Linked DNA regions of Mus musculus: all the other regions are linked to region 3. The links are chromatin contacts, called in public Hi-C and promoter capture Hi-C maps. All regions are on one chromosome and are shown on one strand. The core of a region is the stretch at or near the end of the contact, and the rest is flanking DNA. Distances in the headings are between cores, read along the strand shown.

What was found. Promoter capture Hi-C pulls out the DNA fragments that hold promoters and counts their contacts. A called contact is a pair of places that touch in the nucleus more often than the background predicts.
Region 1: a promoter capture Hi-C map of embryonic stem cells shows a contact between it and region 3, with 4 times the contacts expected there. The contact joins the promoter of Cyp2d40 here to the promoter of Cyp2d9 in region 3. A contact is called at or near these places in 5 of 39 promoter capture datasets (cranial neural crest, embryonic stem cells and second pharyngeal arch cranial neural crest), 2 of 484 Hi-C or Micro-C datasets (cortical neurons and nephron progenitors), 1 of 115 datasets of contacts at active chromatin or transcription factors (astrocytes) and 1 of 9 other capture datasets (liver).
Region 2: a Hi-C map of liver shows a contact between it and region 3, with 4 times the contacts expected there. The contact joins the promoter of Cyp2d26 here to the promoter of Cyp2d9 in region 3. A contact is called at or near these places in 21 of 39 promoter capture datasets (the 3T3-L1 cell line, 3T3-L1-derived adipocytes, the C10 cell line and 12 more), 3 of 484 Hi-C or Micro-C datasets (the G1E-ER4 cell line and liver) and 3 of 9 other capture datasets (adipose tissue, embryonic stem cells and macrophages).

The regions. Positions count from the first base shown.
Region 1 is chr15:82,762,816-82,766,969 of GRCm38.p6, reverse strand. Cyp2d40 (cytochrome P450, family 2, subfamily d, polypeptide 40) reads left to right here and starts at 2,848. Exons shown (of 6, transcript NM_023623.2): 1 at 2,848-3,048. The coding sequence starts at 2,860.
Region 2 is chr15:82,792,362-82,796,851 of GRCm38.p6, reverse strand. It overlaps Cyp2d26 (cytochrome P450, family 2, subfamily d, polypeptide 26), which reads left to right and starts at 2,607. Exons shown (of 9, transcript NM_029562.2): 1 at 2,607-2,867; 2 at 3,555-3,726; 3 at 3,992-4,144; 4 at 4,223-4,383. The coding sequence starts at 2,679.
Region 3 is chr15:82,449,414-82,453,948 of GRCm38.p6, reverse strand. Cyp2d9 (cytochrome P450, family 2, subfamily d, polypeptide 9) reads right to left here and starts at 1,572. Exons shown (of 9, transcript NM_010006.2): 1 at 1,309-1,572; 2 at 180-351. The coding sequence starts at 1,497.

The DNA of each region.
Region 1 (4,154 bases), core at 1,599-4,098, 310 kb before region 3:
TATGTGGATGTACGAGGGAGTTGGTTCAACCATAAAGAGTTAGTAGAGTTCTACTATATCACTCCAAGAACTCAAACTCAGGATGTTGGGCTGGGTTGCAGGTGTTTACCCACCAAGTCACCTCAGCAGCCTGGAAGTAACTTGTGACATGAAAGTTTTTAACCATTACATAAACCCAGCTTGGTATTAGTTCTTTGATGGTTTGGTCACTCAGACTACGTTCTTTGTGACCAGAAAACTATTTGGATGTAAGAATAGTTTTACAAACTCCAACTACTTCTTCAGCATGGGAGGTGGAAATGGAGGTTGGTCAGTGTCATGATCCTGCTCAGCAGTCCCCTTTGTGTTCATTTTAGGAATACACAAAATAATCCTTCTTGAATTATATTTGAGGTTTATTCTCCATATTTTACATTTTGTTACATACCACGTGAATTATATCAAGCTTTGGTTTTGTGGTTTGAGATTTCATGGTTAGCAGACCATGGTAATGGGCCACAGTTCCACTGAGCCTCACAACATAAGGGGAACAGTCACCATCCAGGGATGAAAGTGTAACCAGCCATTGCCAACCTCTGCCATTCTTTGCCCTAACAAAGTTTTCCCAAGGAGCCCTCAAGAGTCACAGTCACCCAAAGGAGTCACTTCATACTTTTGAGAATGCTTAGGGAAAGAAGTCCTTGACATGTCTCTGATACTCACTGCTGGTCCTCATTTCAATGAATCTAGACAGGTCAAAGGCAATAAAGAGAAATAAGCAGTGTGCAGGACAGAGTCCAGGAGCATTTGCCCATGTTCCATCTGTCTTCCTCCAGGGAGTTTAAAGGACAGCAATCAATTATGTCAACACAGGACTGCAAAGCACTCCAAACCCAGTAGACTCCATGCCCCATGATGTTCAGGACTCATCTTCCTGTTGTGGACATGTCACACCTGTGCTGCTGACATGAATATCCATACCTGAGTACACATAAAATCACATAGTTCTGATGGACCACGTTTGTTTACATGGCCGAGGGGACATGGACAGAGGATGATTGGAAAAGAAGAGTGCCAACAGGCATACGGTTAGCAAATCATCCAGGCCATCTCCCAAAAACTGGATATAGAGAGGAAACTCATTACAGCAAAGAGTGTTTGACATCCTTCACCTTTCTGTGCATGTACCTTATAAGGGTTCACTTACCGAATGTAGGAAAATCAAGCCTGAACTAACCCATTCTGCACTGGAGGCAATATCCTGTAAACACCACTGCTTGACTAAGATAATGGCATGTATGACACAGACAGGGAGAGATGAGAGTCCCAATGTGGTGTCCCAGCTTGGAGAGGCAGGTTTAATATCAGGCACCGAAAGTTTCTTTGGGAGTTTCCTCGAGCAAACCAGGAGGAACCTAGCATCCTGAGACTGTCAGTGACCTGAGCAAGTGTCTTCCTAATCCACATTCTGACCATGAACCATGCTGTTGTCCTGACTCCCATGCAGGTCTTTTTTCAGGACTGGTAGGGGCTCAAGAAAGACCTTTGTATTGGTTCAAACCTATGATGCCGTTCTAGGGAAATGTGTTCTAGGGAAATGTGTTGAGCAGGGCCAAAAATCATGGATAAGAAAAAGGCTTACAGGATTCAGGCCTCCAATAAGCATATAGTCACCCACAAGCTCCAGTGACTCAGAGGTGGTCAGTGCTAGGGTTGCACAGGCAGCAGAGAGGAGGAGGTCCGTGTGTACTCATTGCTGTTGGGATGCATGGTGTGGACTCTGCTCAGCCCATGCCTCCCTTCTGCCAGGTACAGCAGAGAGAGCATTAGAGAGCCTATCTAATAGGGTTGCTCTGGGTCTTCTGAGACTTTGATCTTCAGAGATCTGGATCCAGCAAGGACATGGACTGAGCCTCTGTTGACACTCGCAAATGGTGAGTTGGCATGTGTAGTGTGCCCAGCAATTCCCGGCACAGAAGCGCCATTTGTTGGAAGACTTAGGAGTCATCTTTCCTTATTCCTCATAGCAGCCCAGCCTGACTCGTGTCCTCTGGCCCTAAGACAAATGTTTCTTACCTATGTTCACGTGGAAGACTGTTGCCAGGAGAGATTGAACCACCAAGAAACATAGGTTAACTAAGAGACTGAGGCCAGCATGACAAGAACCTGACCCAATTTAGTGACCCCTCAAAATTCTCAGACCATTGCTCAGCTTCCTCAGACTGGGTTTGAGAAATCCCATATTGTATGTCTTGCTCCCTAATCAACTGGTGTCCTGTACTGAAGATGCCACTGCTCCAGATGCACTTCACAACTCACTCACCAAGGGGGATCTAAGTACCTTCCCACCACTGGCCCTCACTCACCCACAGGAATCTGAGCTGCTCTCCCCCAATGCTCTTCCAATGCCAAGAGGGGCTCCAGCCTCTTTCCCTCAACTGTAGAAGACAGCTCCCACTGCTCACACACCCACAGACGCCACTGACTGGATGCCACTCAACCCTTGTGTCCTCTCAACAAAGTGTTCTGTGAAGGTCTAGGAGGTCTCATTTTTCTCTGAGGCAATGTTCAAGCTCCCAAAGCTTTGAATGTGAATTGTATCTGAAGATTTTTCAGCACTCAATGATCAGACATCTGCCTACCATATTTAGCCTAGCAGAATCAGCATGCTCAGCTCGTGGAATGGACTGATCATCTCTGGCCTGTCTCTACACTTAGCCAAACAAAACACAGGATTGGGGTTGGGGGCAGAGGACAAAGGGCAACCTGGACACTCCTTTATAAGGTGGTAGGATCCAAGCTTGGGTCTTCCTGATCCAAGGTGTTTGATGGAGTGTTGTTCATTGGCCTAGGTGAAGCCTGGGAAGCAGTGGGGCAGCCATGGAGCTGCTGACTGGGACTGACCTGTGGCCTGTGGCCATATTCACAGTCATCTTCATATTACTGGTGGACCTGTTGCACCGGCGCCAGCGCTGGACTTCTCGCTACCCACCGGGCCCTGTGCCATGGCCTGTGCTGGGTAACCTGCTGCAGGTGGACCTGGATAACATGCCATACAGCTTTTACAAGGTCAGTGACTTAGTGGTGTATCTTTATTGTGCTAATAGTGTCTGTAGTGTACACAGTGAAGGCCAAGCCACAGGTCCAACAGCGATCTGGAACCTCTAAACGGGCCAAGTTTGCTGATTTCTGGTTGCATCCAATGAATCTCTCTAGGGCAACGGATATGGGGGTCAAAGTCCAGAAGATGAATCAGGATGTGAGAGCAGGGTTCAGTTTAGTTGTAGAGATCATCAGCCATACAGGTTCCAGGTCTGTTATGGTCCTGTCAAAGATGAGGTCTTACCATTATGCAAGGTATAGTTAGCATGTCAGTCAGGACACTGAGTGCAGAGAGCAATGTGGCTGCCTGAATCTTTTGCTGCTGCTGTGTTCTGCAGCCTCACTGCCCATCTCAAGGAACCAGAGTTTCTTCATGTGTAATGAAATGCTAAGGAACTCCAGGACAGATTTCTGCCTCTTGCAAAGTCAACACTGGGAAGTCACATCTACTGTGATTCCTTTGCTGAACTTAAAAGATAAGACACTGCAGTGGTAGGCAGTCTCATGCCCGGGAGGGAGCTCTGTGAAGAGCATTTCCCCAGGATACATGAGGAGCAAGGTTCAACAACAGAAACAACAACAACAACAACAGCACACACACACCAAAACAAAAACACACACAGGTGGGCACACACATGTTTATACAAACAAATACACGGTAGAACCCACATGTGCACACTCAACTCCTTGCCCATGTTTGTACAGTGACCCTGGTTCTATGATATGTGCAAACCTACACTTCCTATGTGCTCTGTCCCTTTACTTCTTCAAAACCACTATGGTGACATGTTCAGCCTGCAGATGGGCTGGAATGCCATGGTCATTGTCAACGGACTGAAGGCAGTACAGGAAGCACTGGTGACCTGTGGCGAATACACTGCTGACCGCCCTGAAATGCCCATATTTCCACACCTAGGCTATGGACAAAAAGATAAAGGTACAGTGCAGTGTGGTGGCAGAGATGACATTAGAGTCACACAATGGGGACAGTGAGCAAAGGAAGATCAGGGTTCGATGTAGGTGTTAATGGAGTTTAAAAAAATCCAACAAAACATCCCTGAAATCCATTGTGG
Region 2 (4,490 bases), core at 1,358-3,857, 340 kb before region 3:
GTGTGTGTGCAACTCTTCATAGGGAAACGAATGCTCATGTGTGCACATCCTCATTTCTGTGTTGAAGCCAGAGTCAAAGTTGAACGTCTTAAGTCCCTCTCCACCTTACTGAACTTGGAGCCCACTCCTGAGTCACCAGCAGCTCTGAGCATCCTCCCTTTGCTGCCTCCCTAGCACTGGAATTGTGGGAGTGTTTGGAGTATCTAGATGCTAGGAGATGACCTCATGTCCTCAGCAAGTGCCATACTGTGAGAGTCACTGCCCAGCCCTAACATACTTACTTTTTTTTTTAATGCTAGTTTATGTGTAATACTGCTTGTCATTCTATTGTCTTTAAATTTTTATTCATTGTTATTTCGTATAGCATATTCATTGTTAGATTAGGAAAGAACAAGTGTTTGTGTGTGTGTGTGGACTTTTTGCCTTTGCTGAAATTGTTTGATGTTCTCAGATAGTATTGTGAAACCTTTCCTGTTTTCCTTCGTGCACAATTATATCATCTATGATCAAAGATCATGCTCTTTCTTCCTACCTGGGATCTACTGTCTCAGGTGAGACATGCTCACACGTCTATACTCAGAACCAAGAGCCTCCACTGTGCCAACTGTCATGTTTCACTTGAGTTCAGATTTTCATGAGGCTGATGACCCTGCCCCACTCACAAGTAAACAGTGCCACAGGGGAACCTGATTCAGTGATTGCCAGGCATTGCCCTGCACCCCAACCCCTTGGACTATGTTCTTTGTGACTAAAAGTCACAGGCCCTTATCTAGGTCTCAGAACAGTTTTGCCGACTGCAAATACTTTTTCAGTGTGGGAGGTGGAAATGGAGGTTGGTCAGTGTCATGATCCTGCTCAGCAGTCCCCTTTGTGTGCACTTTAGGAATAAAGAAAATATCCAGGATATTCTCAATATTTTACATTTCTTTACATGCATCATCTCAAGCATTGTTTCTGTGGTTTGAGATTTCATAGGTAACAGCCTATGCTAATGGACCACAGTCCTGCTGTGCCTCACACCATGAGGGGTACAGTAAGCATCCGGGAATGAAAGGGTAACCAACACTAGCCAACCTCTGGCCAAGCTTTGCCCCAACTAAGCTTTCCAAAGGTGACACTCAAGAGTCACAGTCATCCCAGAAGAAACCTACCTGCCTCAGCTTCTCAGTAACTGCGTCTCAGTTGCCTCCCATCTCCCACCCATGACCTGTGTTGGCTCCTGACTTACCGTACCATAACTCAGCTGGGCAGGGCCAAAAGGAATAGGCAGGAACATGCATCGAGACGGGTGTGGGTGTGGGTGTGGGGAGGGACCCTTTACCCCACCCAGCCCACAGACCTCTGGCACAAGGTCTGCTTTACCTATATCCATGTAGAAGACTGTCAGGGGAACAACTGACCCACCAAGAAACCAAGGGTGAAAAAGAGACAGAGGCCACCATGTGATAAGTACTTGGTCCAACCTACAGGCCTCTGGGACTCTCAACAACTGTTGACAGTTTCTCAGCTTTCTCAGATCTGACCTAAGATGCTTCCAGGTTCTGAGTCTGGCCTCTCCAATCAACCCAGTAAGTAACCTCAAAGCTGAACACAAGACTCCAGGAGCTGCAGCCCCCTTCTTCCCACTGCCTCTCATCACAAAAACCAGACAGTGGCACTTGCTGTCATAGCCGGGTGCTGTGTCTTGCAGTACCTGCAAGTTACTTGTGTCCTAACAATAATGTGCTCCTTGAGCCTCCAGGATGGTCTTACCCCCCATCCCCCCATGTTTGGCAGTATTCACAAATATCTCAAAAACACCGCCCATGTAACACGAGGAAGACATCTCTCCATCCCTCTTAAGATGATTGTTAGCACAGGGCTTGACCTAACAAAAAGCCAAGAGTGAATAAAATTAGATAGTGGTCCCCATGTGACAACTACATGGACATCTAGCTGGCCTCCCCAGAATTCTATTGACAGTTGGTGACAGCCTTTCAGCTTTCTCGGGTGAGAGCTAAGAAGTCCCCAGGTTTTGAATTTGGCCTTCCTTGAGAGTTGAATGACCTCCTACCTGTGCTCAAGGCTCCACAGGCTGGAGCCTCCTTCCTTACACTGCCTCTCCCTCACCCTCATCTGCTAGCCACATAAGCCACTTCAGTGGCCATTGCTGCATAGTGATAGTGCCCACTGATAGTGTCAGTCAGACCTCATATCCTACTAGCCAAGTGTTCCCTGAAGCCTCCAAAAGGCCTTGTTCCATTCTGAGACAATGTCTTCGGTCCCCTCGGATCTCTGGTCATGTGGCAAATTAGTCTATGACCGTTGCACCCTGAGGCAGGGTCCATGGCTACGTGCCCGCTGTGCTTACAGTGTCCAACCCAATATAACCACTATGCAATTCTCTGTGGAGCTATCAGTGCCACTCCCCTGGATAAGCACCACAGGAAAGAAGAAAGGGCAGGAACCTCTGATGTTGACTTTCCCTTGATTTTTCTGACACCCCCTTCCCCCATATAGGCTCTGTTTGAACATTAATTAACACAGCTACTTGGCTCAAGGCAGAGAACAAAGTGCAGCCTTCCCCTCCTCCCTCTTTATAAGGGACCAGGTTCCCAGTCCATCATAAGAGGATCTTTCCTGATTCTAAGTTTCTGGAACGAGTATTCCTTCAAAAGCCTGGAAGCAGTAGGGCAGCCATGGGGCTGCTGGTTGGAGATGACTTATGGGCTGTGGTCATATTCACAGCCATCTTCCTGCTTCTGGTGGACCTGGTGCACCGGCGCCAGCGCTGGACTGCCTGCTACCCACCAGGCCCTGTGCCATTCCCTGGGCTGGGAAACCTGCTGCAGGTGGACTTCGAGAACATACCATACAGCTTTTACAAGGTGAGAGAGGTGGTGGTGGAGGACAGAAGAAGTCAGAGTGACCCAGGCAGCACGTGGAGGTGTTGAAGCCACTGGAAAGACAGGAAGATGGCCCCCAAGAGAAAAAAAGAGTTGTTGGGAAAACAAAGTGGAGTGTGTGTGTGTGTGTGTGTGTGTGTGTGTGTGTGTGTGTAATAGTCTCTTCCTGTTGTGTGGTCTCAGGCCTCGCTGCCTATCTTAGGAACCTGAATTTTTTCTTGTATGGTGGAGTATGAAGGGACCCAAGGATCTTGTTCAGGCTGAGTCACAGCTGAATGATAATATTTGCTGTGAGGTCTTTGTTAAATTGAGAAGATATGGTTGCCAAGCAACAAGGTGCCCCAACCATAGGCTAGGGATGTAGGCCTGTGATAGAGCATTTGCCCAGCATATGTCAGGAACAAGGTTCAATAAGTTCTATATATGTGTATGTACAGACACAGACACAGACACAGACACAGACACAGACACAGACACAGACACAGACACAGACACAGACACACACACACACACACACACACACACACACACACACACACAGAGAGAGAGAGAGAGAGAGAGAGAGAGAGAGAGAGAGAGAGAGAGAGAGAAGCAGAGACTTGTATGAAGAGTATTGATCTTCCACTCTGCTGGAAACCTCTACTTCCTATGTGCTCTGTCCTATTTCAGCTTCAAAACCGCTATGGCAATGTGTTCAGCCTACAGATGGCCTGGAAGCCCGTGGTTGTGGTCAACGGACTGAAGGCAGTGCGGGAACTGCTGGTGACCTATGGAGAGGACACTTCTGACCGCCCCCTAATGCCCATCTATAATCACATAGGCTATGGGCACAAATCAAAAGGCAAAGCTCTATAGTGGGGGCAAGGCAGGGAGAGTAGGGCTTGAGAGGGGTGAGCAGAAGATAGACAGACCTAATGGAGATGATGTGGTCCGGCAAGGCAAGGGAAAAACACTGGGGTGGAGGGTGGAGCCTAAGGAATGCAAGGTGCCAATATGTGCTAGAAAAGTGCTGGGCACTGACTGCTAAGACTGACCACAGAGAAATGTTGGGAACAGAAGAGACCACATAGCTAGGTGCCCTCAGTTACACACAGATATGTCTGCAGGTGTGATCCTTGCACCTTACGGGCCCGAGTGGCGAGAGCAGCGGCGATTTTCTGTGTCTACCCTGCGTGACTTCGGCCTGGGCAAGAAATCACTGGAGCAGTGGGTGACAGAGGAGGCTGGCCACCTCTGCGATGCTTTCACCAAGGAGGCCGGTGGGTGATGTTAGAGATGGAGAGTGTGAGCAGGGACTGAAGAGCACTATCATGACTTGCTTGCATCTCCAATCCTAGAACATCCCTTCAATCCCAGCCCCCTCCTAAGTAAAGCTGTGAGCAACGTGATCGCCTCCCTCATTTATGCTCGTCGATTTGAGTATGAAGACCCTTTCTTCAACAGGATGCTCAAAACATTGAAGGAAAGCTTAGGAGAAGACACTGGCTTCGTCGGAGAGGTATGTGGCTCGGGGCAGTGGGCCTGGCCACTTCTATGCTATAAATTCTATCAGAGTAAGTATGAATTCAGGGTGGGTGGGCCTGGTGTGATGGCCAAGTGCAGGGA
Region 3 (4,535 bases), core at 323-2,822:
TGAGCCTCTCAAAACCTTGCTATCACAATCCAGCGCATGCCTTCTGGGTAGTCCTCCTGGTCTTCAGTGACTCTGCTGTGAATTGCTTGACCACATTCCCACCCACGTTCATAACCTGTGCTTCCTCAGCTTATTCCCACACGTCTGAACCCAAATCCACCGTCCACACAGCCCTTTACCTTGGGATCCAGGCTTCACACCCAGGTACTCAAAGATGGGCACTGGAGGGCGGTCAGCAGTGTCCTCTCCACAGGTCAACAGCATTTCCTTCATTGCCTTCAGTCCATTGATCACAACCATAGGCTTCCAGGCCATCTGTAGGCTGAACACGTCACCATAGCGGTTTTGAAGCTGAGGTAGAGAGACAGAGCACATAGGAAGTGGAGGTGCCCACAGATAATAGAACCAGTTTCACTGCACAACAATGTCAAAGTGAGAGGGTGCAAGGAAGTTTCTGTGTGTGTGAGTGCACATTCGTGTATGTTTACACCTTCATGTTTATGTATGTAATTTAAGTATGTGTGCATATGTGTATGTAAGTCCATGCATATCTCTCCCTCAGAGTCAATGCATATCTTAGTGTCTCTCTGTCTCTCTCTGTCTCTCTCTGTCTCTCTCTGTCTCTCTCTGTCTCTCTCTCCCTCTCTCTGCCTCTCTCCCTCTCTCTCTCTCTCTGTATTTGTATATGTGCATGCACATTAGTGTGTATCTTGCTTGTTATTGAACCCTGGTCCTCATGTATCCTGGGAAACTGCTTCTCACTGAGCTCCATTCCCAGCCTGAGGCTGCCTACCACTGCGGTGTCTTATCTTTTAAGTTCAGCGAAGGAATCACAGTAGATGTGACTCCCCAGTGGTGATCTTGTCAGAGCCAGAAAACTGTCCTGGGTTCTTTAACATGTCAACATTCATGAAGAGACTCTGGTTCCTCGAGATGGGCAGTGAGGCCAGAGAGCACACAACAGCAAGAGATTCAGGCAGCCACAGTCCCTCTCTCCACTCAGTGTCCTAAATGATATTTTTGGTAAACTAACAGACCTTGTTTTTGACAGGGCCATAATGGACCTTTGTCCTCTATGGCTGCTGCCCTGTCCAAACTGACTAAATACTGTTGTCACATCCTGCTTCACCTCCTGGAATTTTTCTTCTAAAATTTTGCTCTAGGAATTCCCAGTGGCTGCTACCAAAACATTTCTATGCCTGTCCTCTCTTGGAGGTCTAGATCCCTGTCTGACCTGTGGCCTAAGCCCTAGTATGTGCCGCTGTAGATACCATTACTTCAGTTACCATCTATTGCTAAGTCACTCACCTTGTACAAGCTGTATGGCATGTTACCTAGGTCCACCTGCAGCAAGTTACCCAGTACAGGCCATGGCACAGGGCCTGGTGGGTAACGAGAAGTCCAGCGCTGGCGCTGGTGGGTCAGGTCCACCAGTAATATGAAGATGACTGTGAATATGGCCACAGGCCACAGGTCAGTCCCAGTCAGCAGCTCCATGGCTGCCCCACTACTGCCCAGGCTTCCCAGAGACCAATGAACAACACTCAATACAACACCTAGGATCAGGAAGCCCCAAGCTTGGATCCTGTCACCTTATAAAGGAGTGCCAGGGTTGCCCTTTGTCCTCTGTGTCCTGCCCCAAATATGTGTTTGTTTTGGCCCGGAATAGGGAGGAGCCAGTGATGTTCAGTTCCTACCAGGAGCAGAGCATGCTGATTCTGCTGGGCTGAACATGGTAGGCAGATGTCTAGAGGACCCCTCTTCAAGATGGATGATCTGATTACTGTGTGCAGCAAATTCATTTGGTATGCTACCTATGCAAATCTTTGAGGGCTTGAGGATATTGCCTCAGAGAGGAATGAGACCTCCAAATCTTCATGGAGCACTTTGTTGACAGGACATGGGGCTTGACTGCCTTCCTGTGAATGCCTTCTGTGCATGTTTGAGCGGTGGGAGGATGTTTTCTACAGTGGAGGGAAAGAGGCTGGAGCCCCTATGGGCAAAAGAAGGACAGGTGGGGAGGGAAGCTGGAATCCTTGCTTGTGAGTAGTGCAAAGGCATATAGAGCCCCTGTGGTAAAGTGGAAGTTACTGGTGGGAAGGCAGCTAGATGTTCTGTTGATTAGTGAGTGCCAGTGGGGAAGGCAGCTGGAGCATTGCCATGTTCACTACAGGTCTGTGGTCATCCAGTGGATCAGGCAGCAATAATTACAACACGAGATTTCTCAGGCCCAGTCTGGGGAAGCTGAGAAAAATCTGAGTATCTTGCTGGCCAAAGTTGTTACAGGGACTTGTCACATGCTGGCCTCTGTCTCTTATTCACCCTCAGTTTCTTGGTGGGTCAATCTCACCTGGGAACAGTTTTTCACATGGAGGTAGGTGAGGCAGTTTCCTTGCTCATGCCAGAGGCCTGTGGTCAGGGTGAGCATTCATGAGGAAAACAGAAAGATGACTCCCGAGCCTTCTAATAAATGGCCCTTGTGTGCTGGGCACTGCTGGACACATGGCACATAGCAGGTCCCCATACACTAGGGTCCAAAGAGGCTCAGTCCCTGTCCTTGCTGGGAATCCAGACCTCTGAAGATCGAAGGCTTAGAAGTCCTCCTGGAATCCAGGCAGGCTCTTTCTACTACAGCTTCACCATGGTGGAAGGGAGGCTTGAGTTGAATGGAGACACACCATGAAGCCCCAGAGCAAGGACTACACACAGGTCTCCTCTCTGCTGAATGTGCCCCCCTGCACTGACCACCTGTGTGTCACTGGAGCCTGTTGGTGACTCCATGCTTATTGCTGGCCTGAAGCCTCTAAGTCTGTTTCTCCTCTTCCTGTCCATGCTCTTTGGCCCTGCCCAACCCAGTACTCTCGAATGGCACCATAGTTGGAACAGAGACAAATGTCTTTCTCAATCACCAAGTTGGTCTGAAAGGACACCTGCTTTGGAGGCAGGACACCATTATAGGTAAGGGTCAGAAAGGGAATTCAGGAGACAACCTGCTGAGGTCACTGTCAGATTCAGGCTGCTGGGTTTCTTCTGGTTAGTCCCAGGACCCTTCCAAGATGACTTTTAGTGCCTGATGCTTAAACCTGCATGTCAGGGCTGGGACAACATATTCAGCCCTCATTTCTTCCTGTCTGGGTCATCCATGACATTATCTAAGAGAAGCAGTTGTGCTGACTGGGTGTTGGCTCCAGTGGGGGATGAGCTGATTCAGTCTGGATTTCCCTGCATCAGGTAAATGAGCCCTCGTGAGGGAAGTGCACAGAGAGGTGAGGGATGTCACTCCCTCTATGTTGTACTGGGTTTCCTCTCTATGTTTGACTCTTGGGAGAGGACTATATGGTCTGCTTACCTTGTGCCTGCTGCATCATTCCCTTTGTCCTTTGTCCATGTCTTCTCAGCCATGTGAACAACTGTGATCTGACAGAATCATGTGATGTTAGGGGGACTGGGGTCTGCATATTCATCTCAGCAGCACAGGTCTGCCATGTCCACAACAGGATGCTGGGACTGAGTACTTGGCCCTCAAGCATTGCTGCACTGGGGCAGCGATATTCCCAGGTTTGCCATTTTCTGCACACATGTCAACATATAATTGATTGCTGTCCTTTGGACTCCACTGGATGAGGTCAGATGCAACCTGGGCACATTTCTCCTGAACTCTGTCCTGTGCACTGTTTGTTCTCTCTATTGCCTTTGATCTGCCTCATTTTGTTGAAGTGAGAACCAGTGTTGAGTCTCAGGGTCATGTCCAGGTCGTCCTTCTTTCCCTAGGCCTCCTGGGTCATGGGATATGGCTCATTGGGTAATTGTGATTCTTGAGGGCAGCCTTGGGAATATTTAGTTTGGGCAAAGGATGGCTGAGGTTGCCTAGGGCTGGTTCAACCTTGGATGGTTACACAACCCCCTCATGGTGTGAGTCCCCAGTTGGAACTGTGTTCTATTAGCATGGGCTGGTACCTATAGAAACTCAAACCACAGAACCAATGTTTGAGCTGCACATTTGATAGGTAACTAAATGGAGGAATTGTAAATATTTTGACTGAAACTCCAAGATAAACAATGAGCAAATAGTTACAAGAAATGAAAGAAAAGGCATGGAAAGTACATTGGACCATCAGGTCCCAGACCAAGACTGACCAGGAAGAGACAAGTGTCTTTCCTCGATTTGAGGGCCATGATTCCAACTATCCACAAGAAACGTAGCAGGACTCCATTGGTTTTTATATCTTTAAAGCTCCTCTTCATAGTAGGAGAAAATATTTTGAGTCATGGTTTGGTAATGAGAGACCTTCCAACAAGGCATCCAGGGGGTTTGGTATTGTGACTTCCTGCTGTGTTGAGGTGGATGCCAGGACATATCGTGGATCACACAAAGCTGAAGGACACATAGTAGAATCATCGAGGGCTACCCCTGCACAGGAATCTTTCAAACATGCTGCTCCCTTAACAGTAAAGAAACTTTGTGGATAGAGTTATAGTAGATGCTAGGATAATATAGTTTGGTAAGGCTGAGACAGTAGACAGTGTAGAAGACT